Regions from separate parts of the Sus scrofa genome. Here regions 2 and 3 are each linked to region 1. The links are chromatin contacts, called in public Hi-C and HiChIP or PLAC-seq maps. All regions are on one chromosome and are shown on one strand. Each heading gives the region's core, a stretch centred on a gene start, on an enhancer-like site or on the middle of the called end of the contact. The rest is flanking DNA. Distances are from core to core; before and after follow the strand shown. Region 1 holds the start of TMEM91 (transmembrane protein 91). Region 2 holds the start of HNRNPUL1 (heterogeneous nuclear ribonucleoprotein U-like protein 1). Region 3 holds the start of AXL (AXL receptor tyrosine kinase).

Region 1 (2,700 bases), core at 98-2,597:
GACACCATCTGCTTTCCCCGGGAGTGGGGCCCGTGCCAGCTCCAGCATCTGGACTCTTGGCTCAGCGCCCTAGAGCCTGGAACCCTGGAGCCCTGGAGCCCTGGAGCCCTGGAGCAAGGGAACCCTGGCTGGCCTCACAGCGGGAGGGGAGTCCTCCACTTCGGCTGCCTGGGACTGGTGAAATGGAGGGCTTCCGAGAAAGGGAAGCCAGTGCAAGCCGGGTGGGCTCCCTGAGGAGGTGGAGGCCTGCAGGGTGAGAAGAATCCCCTAATCAGATTAATGAAGATGGATATAAATAATTATACTCCTAAACACCCTCAGAGTGCTTAGGTTGGGGCACATGTTGGACAGTTGTTATGGCACCTAACTTAAGCACATTATGTTATCACAGCTAAGAAGCAGGGAGTGTTTACCCCATTTTATAGATGAAGAAATTGCAGTTCAGAGAGGTGATGCCCTTATCCAGAGATCATGCAGAAAACACCTTTGAAGAGCCTGGAAAGGAATTCAGGTCTGCGTGGGTTCAAACACTGACTCATAACCACCAACTGTACCACCTGATAACCAGCACACCACCTCCACCCTCTTCCCAGGAAGCCCCCACCTCACCTTCTGCATCTGCTTTCTCTCCTCCCTTTGGGCCAGCAGGAAATACAGCCCTGGGTTACAATCTGCCAGTGGGTCCCAGTATCAGTTGTTTACCGGCCAAGTGTGCACACATGGCTGAGCCTCAGTTTCCTTACCAGCAGAAGAGGGGTAGAAAGAGAACTACTTTAAAAAAAAAAGAAAAAGAAAAAGAGATATACATGCATGTGTAACTGGGTCCCCATGCTGTACAGTGGAAAAAAAGAAAAAAAAAAAAAAAAGAAGAAGAAGAAGAAATGGAGCTACTGAGGGGAATGTGAGCGATGATTAACGTAGGGCATCGAAGCCAGGGGTAGTGACCCGGCGGACGGCGGGCTCCTTGGCAACTCCTAACTCCTCTGCGCTGGTTTCCTTTTGGGCACGACAGGACAATCAATCAGCGTGCCTCAGAGGTCGTTCTTAGGGGTAAACGTGTACGCGTATACGTAAAGCACTAAGGGCCGTGCCCGGAGGTAGCCGGGTTGCTGTTAATTGTCGGGCAGGTGGGAGGACAGGGGGTGGAGGTGGGGCCAAGCCAGGAAGCCTGGAGAATTGGGACGACCCCTCCTCTGTCCTGCGGCTTTTGGGTTGGGGTTCCGGGGTCTGGGCCTGCCGTCCTCGGAGACTGCCGCCCGCTCCTCCACATCCGGGGTGACAGATGCCCGCGCCACTGTGCGGACGTCGGCCCCAGGCCCCCTCCCAGCTTCCGCGGAGGGCGGAGCCCGGGAGCCTCGCCCCGCCCCATCCCCGCCCCCGCGCGCTGCGGGCCCGGGGCGCTGGGAGGGGGGCCCAGCCGAACGCGCAGACCCCAAGCCTCCAGGCCCCGGCCCCGGGGAGCGCTGGGCTCAAGAGTTTCCCCACCCCGGGCCGCAGGGTCGGGGCGGGTGTCAGTGCAGGGGGCGCAGGAGGTCCCGGCCTGTGGCTGCGGGCGGTGAGTGAGGGGCGCGGGTGGGGGCACCGCTATTCTCAGGGTTCTTGGCGTTGGGGAAGGAGCAGTGGGTGGGGTTGAGGAGCAAAACCTTGAGAGAAAACCGGCTCAACCCAGGTTTGGCCTGAGGGCGGGAGAATTGAGGACCCTCCCCTCCCCCAGGGGTGTGCTCTGTGGTGGAGTTGGGGGGGGGTTGGGGGTGTTATAGGGGAGCTGTACAAGGGCGGACTCTGGTAAAACATGAGGTGTCTGGGGAGCTGGCGGGTGTGGGTCATGGATGTGGGTGGAGGAGGAGAGGCTGTGTGGCCCCCGAGGAGAGGTGATAGGCTGCCTCAAAGCAGAAGTGATGGGAACAGGGCAGAGTGTCCAGGCTGCATGTGTGGGAAGCCTGGGCATATCTGTGCACCTGGGGGGATCTGATGCTGGGGGATTAAGATGAACATGGAGTTATTTGGGGTGAATTTGTAAGACGATTGGGGGCACCAGAGGAGTGTTTTCAGAGAGCTCATGTTTGGGGCAAGCATGCAGACAGTCCCTTGGGACATGAATTTGGGGCAAGTGGAGGTGGCGTTGGGCTTGCCTGGATCGGTATGTGTGGCAGGGACTTGGGCATTGAGAGTATGCAGGCTTGGGGTGGGGGAACAGGAGGTGTGCGAACTAAGCATCTCTGGGGATGGGGATGGGGGGAGGGATGGGAGTGCGAACCAAGGATGGGTGTGTAGTTCACAGGCCAGGTATACGTGTGTACAGTATGGTTTGGAATAAATGTGCAACAGGTATGTGGTTTTGCCCTGAGGAGAGAGAAGTCCAGATTCCTGAGCTCCCTTCACAACTTGGACCAACCTTTTTTTTTTTTTGGCCGCCCCACAGCATATGGAGTTAGCGGGCCAGGGATCAGATCCCAGCCATAGTTGCCACCTAAGCCACAGCTGTGGCAACACCGGATCCTTAAACCACTGTGCCGGGCTGGGGATCGAACCTGCATCCCAGCGCTCCCAAGATGTTGCTGATCCCGTTGTGCCACAGCAGGAACTTCTGGACCAACCTCTTTTACTCTCTGGGGCTCAGTTTTATTATCTATAAAATGGGGGCGTTCCTGTCATGGCTCAGCGGAAACGAATCTGAATAATCCATGAGGACACAGGTTC
Region 2 (2,700 bases), core at 79-2,578, 86 kb before region 1:
GGGCATTTGCATTGTGCATATTGATAATGTACCTTACAGAAGGCTTGTTTTTTTGAGTTAGAGGCGACAGGTGGTGCAGGGTTAAACATAATGAAACTACGGCGTTTAGTAGCGCGAGGCTTAATCTGTGTATTGAGCTTGTCAATACAGACGCCAAACTAGCAAATCAGCATAGATGATTTGGGGTAGAGACCCCTGAGCTTTTGGAAGCCCTTCCGCATGGAAAGGGAATGACCGCGTACAGAGCGCCCATTCCACGTAAGATAGCAACCGGAGAGAAAGACGTCAGCGCAGCTATGATAATGGAAAGAGGGGCCCCGTGAGATGATCTATCAAAGGGGAGAGAGTGAGATTTCTTTCACAACTTTTTCCCCGTTGTTTGTCTCTGCTTTCAAACCTTCAGGACTCTCTGAAGCCAAAGAGCTGCTTTTCATAAAAGCAACTGAGTTTCTTCCAGACTAAGAACAATTTGTGTACCTAAATCTCTGTTTAGTATACTTCCCTCTACGGCGAAGTTTGTAAGGCGGTCCGTAACCAGAATAGCCAATCTGGCTAGGTTTTCCTAAAACGGTGCAACTGTACTAGCTTTACCGAGATAAGACAGGAACTACGATTGGTGGACAGATTGTTTTGAAACCGCCCTAACGGCAAGGGGAAGGTCCTTCGTGAATTCATCTCTTTCCGGTTTCCTAAAGGCAATCTTGAAAGGGGGCGGGGAGGAGTGGTTTGCGGACCCTCCATTTGATTGGTCCTAGTGGTTTTACCCGCTTGGACGCCTCCAGGGGCGGGAGATTTAGACCAATCAAGATATGTGTTACAGAGACACTAGTTTGATGAAAGGACCGCGCAGGAAAGGCCGTGGGGACCTCATTCTGAGATCTCACTGCTGATGGGTCCAGGTCTTTACTCCCTTTCCCTCATTTGACCCTACTGGAGCGGGCGCGCGAACGCTACCCAATCACCGCGCGCTCCGCCTCTCACCTTTTCCCGCCCTCCCGCTCCGGCTTCGGCATCGACGTAGGCCAACGCTTCCTCCCCGGTAGCTCCCAAGCCCTTTCAGTGCCGTTCTTTTGAAAGACACGCTCTGATTGGTCGAGTCTCTGGGCCCGCGCCCGTTGCTCCCATGCGGTGGCCAATTGGCACCCGTGTTGCATCGCACGGGGCCACGGAGGAGGGGGAGGTGGCGGCGGCGGCCATTTTGAGCCGCCGCCGCCATTGGAGTGGGGGCCCCCCCCTTTCCCCCTTCGCCTCCTGACAGGAAAGGTTTAAGGGGGACAGAGCCCTGGGAGGCCGGGCCGGGCTCGGGGGCCGCCCCGGGGGCCCGGGCCATGGATGTGCGCCGTCTGAAGGTGAACGAACTTCGCGAGGAACTGCAGCGCCGCGGCCTGGACACTCGTGGCCTCAAGGCCGAGCTTGCTGAGCGGCTGCAGGCGGCGCTGGAGGCCGAGGAGCCCGACGACGAGCGGGAGCTCGAGGCCGACGACGAACCGGGGCGACCTGGGCACAACAGCGAGGAGGTCGAGACCGAGGGGGGCTCCGAGCTGGAGGGGACCGCGCAGCCACCGCCGCCCGGGCTGCAGCTGCAGCCGCACCCGGAGCCCGGCGGCTACTCGGGGCCGGACGGACATTGTGAGAGTGCGCGGGGCGGGGGCCGGGGAGCCCGGAGTCCGGGCCGAGGAAGGGCTGTGGGACGCGGGAGTCCGGCGCCTGAGGTCGGGGAGACGATCTAAGGATCGGGGGATGCCTCTGCCCGTCGCTGAAAAGGATTTGGGGACAAGGCCCGCGGGACGACCGGAGGGCGAATCCTGGCATTCGGTGCAGGGGAGATCCTGGAATGGGGGGCGGGGGTCCTCGGTTTCGGAGATGAGGAAGGTCGGCGGGGGGGGGGGTTGTAAAGGGTTCCGCAGCCTAGGACTCGGAAACCGGAAGCTGTGGTTTCTGGACCCGAAGACAATCGGAAGAACAAGAGGTTTTCTATTTGGGGGGCTGAGGAGAGTCTTGGAAATGATGATCTTAGAGCTTGGGAGCTGTGCGAGCCCAGGCTATGAGCTAGGCGTTGAGAGCTTTGTTTTCTGGGCTGGAGAGTTTTGAGGATGGAGGATCCTGGAGTTTGCTCCTGAATGGGGGGCACAGGGACTTCTTATATTTGGTATTAGTGTGGGTTGTATGTAAGATGGGTGCTGGCGTCTGGCCGGGGAAGGTCCAATAGACTGTATGTTCTGGTGTTTGGCCTGGGAGCATTTAGGGGATGTGGGAGACCACCATGCGATTGTACTGTGAGGGACTCAGATGCAGGACTAGAAGGCCAACCCGTAGGCAGGGACAACCTGGGCATTTGGTTCTGGCAATTTGGGGACTTTCTGATTGACTTCCAGAGGCGGTATATGGAACCTTGGTGTACAGAGGCTGGTGGCAGAGAGAAGGATGCCTCCCTGGGTGAGGAACCAGGAGGTCTAGAGCTGGAAAGGCTCTGAGGACAGATAATGCAGTGGCTACTGCTGAATGGTTTTAGATTAACAGTATCTGTCGTTTGGAGAACAAGTGTAGCTGGGGGTGGGGTGCAGAAGATAACAAATTGGTGAAGTTTTGAAGTGGATGGAGTATCTGGGGGATAGAGAACCTTGTGTCCAGCAAGGAGTATGTAGCTGGTCCAGTAACTACTACAGGGGAGGGGAGAGTGTGTAGGATATGGAGGGTGAA
Region 3 (2,700 bases), core at 3-2,502, 120 kb before region 1:
TGCAAAAATCAAGGGCACCTTGTCAGCTGTGCTCACCACGTGCAAAGACCTGCACGTGCACTGTCCTAGCACAGTCTGCTAAGAGGCTTCTATCCTTTTCTCTCTCTCTGTTTTTTTTGCTTTTAGGACTGCACCTGTGGCACATGGAGGTTTCCAGGCTAGGGGTCGAATCAGATTGCAGCTGTCAGCCTACGCCACAGCCACAGGAATGCTAGATCCGAGCCACACCTGCGACCTACACCATTGCTCACAGCAATGCCAGATCCTTAACCCACTGAGCGAAGCCAGGGATCGAACCTGCATCTTCATGGATACTAGTCAGGTTTGTTACTATTGAGCCATGATGGGAACTCCCAGTGGATTCTATTCCTATGCCCACCTTACAGATGGACAAACTGAGGCTCAGGGAGGCCCATTACTTGCAAGACCACACAGTTAATGGCAGAGCCAGGATTCCCATCTGGGTCGTCGGGCACCCCTGTGAGTGCCCACCCACTGGTGTCCTGCCTCTGTGCCCACGTGGGTCGTTTTTTATGAGTGTCCCAAGTGTACCCCAGGGTTGCCCATGCTGCAGGGTCCTCTGGTTTCTGAGGTTTCTCCAGGAATGGAGTTCCTGACCTGGCTTGCCGGAGTGTGGGCCAGCGGCGTGCCCCTGCGTGTCTCCTCCTGTCCCATCTCTGTGTGTAGATGACATCTGAGCGTGTGTGTGTGTGTGTGTGTGTGTGCGCGTGTGTGTCCCTGTCTGAGGCCCTGTGAGTGTGAGGGGGAGTGCCTAGCTGGGCTGGGCTGGGGGGTGGAGGCGGGGAGGGGGGCGTCACAGGGGAGTGGAGTTCTGGAGGAATGTTTACCAGACACGAAGGGAGCCCAGAGGGACAGCGCCCAGGGCCGGGGAGAGACACACTGCTTCCCTGCCTCGCTGGCCCAAGATTAGGGGCGCAGCCACAGGGGCCCCTTCCCCCTTCCCGGCCTCCCTCTAGGGCCCCTTTAAGACAGAGCTGGTCCTCTTCTCTCCCATTAACCCCTCCAAGTCCAGGTGGCCCCTTGGGCTCCGGCCCGGTGGGCGGAGGCAGGGGGAGGGCAGAGGCGGGGAAAGGGTTGCCCGAAGTCTGGGAGAGAAGGAGGCAGGAGAGCGGGGAAGGCGGCTGCTGAGCAGAGCCCCCACCCACCCACCCACTGTGCCAGGCCGGCAGTGCCAAATCCGGGGAGCCCAGAGCTGGGGGGGAGGGCCGGGGACAGCCCGGCCCTGCCCCCTCCCCCCGCGGGGTGCCCAGCAACTTCGGAGGAAAGTTTGGCATTGATTGTGCGGTGGCCCGAGGAGGATGGACAGGGTCCTGCTGGCCTGGTGCTGGGCGCTGTGCTGCTGGGGGTGCGTGGCTCCCAAGGGTGAGTGATGGGGGGCCTGTGGGGCAGGACCACCCATGGAGGGGCTGGGGCAGGAGGGAGAGGAGGGGGATGGATGGCAGGTGTTTTTGGGGGGGACGAATCGTGGGCTGGCTCGGAGAGTTGCCTTGGAACAACAGAGAGGGAGACAGGGGACACAGGGACAAACCGAGAGAGGCCCGGGAAGAAAAAGGGACTCTTGAGAAAGGAGGAACAGAAGGACAAGAAACAGAAACTAGGAGGGTCGGAGACAGGAAGAGATGGACACAGAGACGGACAGACAGGAGAAGCTGAGGGCAGGGGTAGGGGTAGAGGCTAGACTTGAGATGGGGGCCTTGGGGAGCCGGGGTGGGGGGTGAGCTGGGGGCTGCCTGGCAAGGAATATTGGAGAAAGGAGCCTCAAGTCAGGCAGCGGGATGGGGAGGGCTCCGGAGCCCTAGGGGAAAACCCTGTTACTGTCACCCCCCTTCTCCTTACCCCACCCCTGTTTGTCTGTGTGTTTGCCTCCAGGGCCAGGGGCTCTGCCTCCCGCCCTGCCACCTCTGTGGGTCTCCCATTTCTCTCTCGACCCCCACCTTCTCTGTCTTTGTCATTCCCGTTCTCTGAGGGCCTCTCTCAATGTCTCTGTCTCCCTCCGGGTCTCCTCCCCCACTTTTTCCCCTCTGGGGGCTGAGTCTCCACCTCTGTCTGTCTCTGGGTCTCTGTTCCTCTCGTCTTTCCCTGTTTCTCCCCCTCTTCCCCCCCCCCCGTCCCCCCAACCACCATCCACCAGCCTGATCTGTCAAGTCTCTGGAGACCCTAAGGGAGGGGAGGCGGGGGTGGCGGGCCAGCCGGGCCGTCAGAGCGTGGGAGGCTGCCAGATCCTGGGCCTCCTTCCCAACGGACAAGGGATGGAGGCCGGACCCCAGTCCCTTGGGAAGGCTCCCCTCCTCCCCTTAAAGCCTCCACCCTCCACCCCCCCGCTGAGGTCACTCTACAACTATGTGGGCCTAAGGGCCTGGTGGGGTCCTGGCTGCCCGGGGCAGGCGGGAAGGTGGGGGGACGAGGACTGGGGAGTTGGAGGGAAAGCCGGTTCCGAGCTAACTCTTCCCTCTCCCTGCAGTTGCCCCAGCCGAAGTGCACCCCTTTGTGGGGAGTCCGGGGAACATCACTGGCGCCCGAGGACTCATGGGGGCCCTTAGGTGTGAGCTCCAGGTTCAGGGGGAGCCTCCTGAGGTGACCTGGCTTCGGGATGGACAGGTCCTAGAGCTGGCAGACAGCACCCAGACCCAGGTGCCCCTGGGCGAAGATGGGCAGGATGACTGGAAAGTGGTCAGCCAA

The links. A called contact is a pair of places that touch in the nucleus more often than the background predicts. HiChIP or PLAC-seq counts read pairs in DNA pulled down with a chosen protein or histone mark.
Region 2: a contact with region 1 is called in a Hi-C map of liver, with 4 times the contacts expected there. The contact joins the promoter of HNRNPUL1 here to the promoter of TMEM91 in region 1. A contact is called at or near these places in 2 of 5 promoter capture datasets (fetal liver and liver), 2 of 47 Hi-C or Micro-C datasets (embryonic fibroblasts and liver) and 1 of 2 datasets of contacts at active chromatin or transcription factors (alveolar macrophages).
Region 3: a contact with region 1 is called in an H3K27ac HiChIP or PLAC-seq map of alveolar macrophages. The contact joins the promoter of AXL here to the promoter of TMEM91 in region 1. A contact is called at or near these places in 1 of 5 promoter capture datasets (liver), 4 of 47 Hi-C or Micro-C datasets (embryonic fibroblasts, heart right ventricle, liver and 1 more) and 1 of 2 datasets of contacts at active chromatin or transcription factors (alveolar macrophages).

What each region holds. Positions count from the first base shown.
Region 1 is chr6:49,364,726-49,367,425 of Sscrofa11.1, forward strand. It overlaps TMEM91 (transmembrane protein 91), which reads left to right and starts at 1,348. Exons shown (of 4, transcript XM_003355932.4): 1 at 1,348-1,555.
Region 2 is chr6:49,278,968-49,281,667 of Sscrofa11.1, forward strand. It overlaps HNRNPUL1 (heterogeneous nuclear ribonucleoprotein U-like protein 1), which reads left to right and starts at 1,329. Exons shown (of 17, transcript XM_021094416.1): 1 at 1,329-1,629. The coding sequence starts at 1,329.
Region 3 is chr6:49,244,550-49,247,249 of Sscrofa11.1, forward strand. It overlaps AXL (AXL receptor tyrosine kinase), which reads left to right and starts at 1,253. Exons shown (of 23, transcript NM_001128458.1): 1 at 1,253-1,383; 2 at 2,483-2,700. The coding sequence starts at 1,320.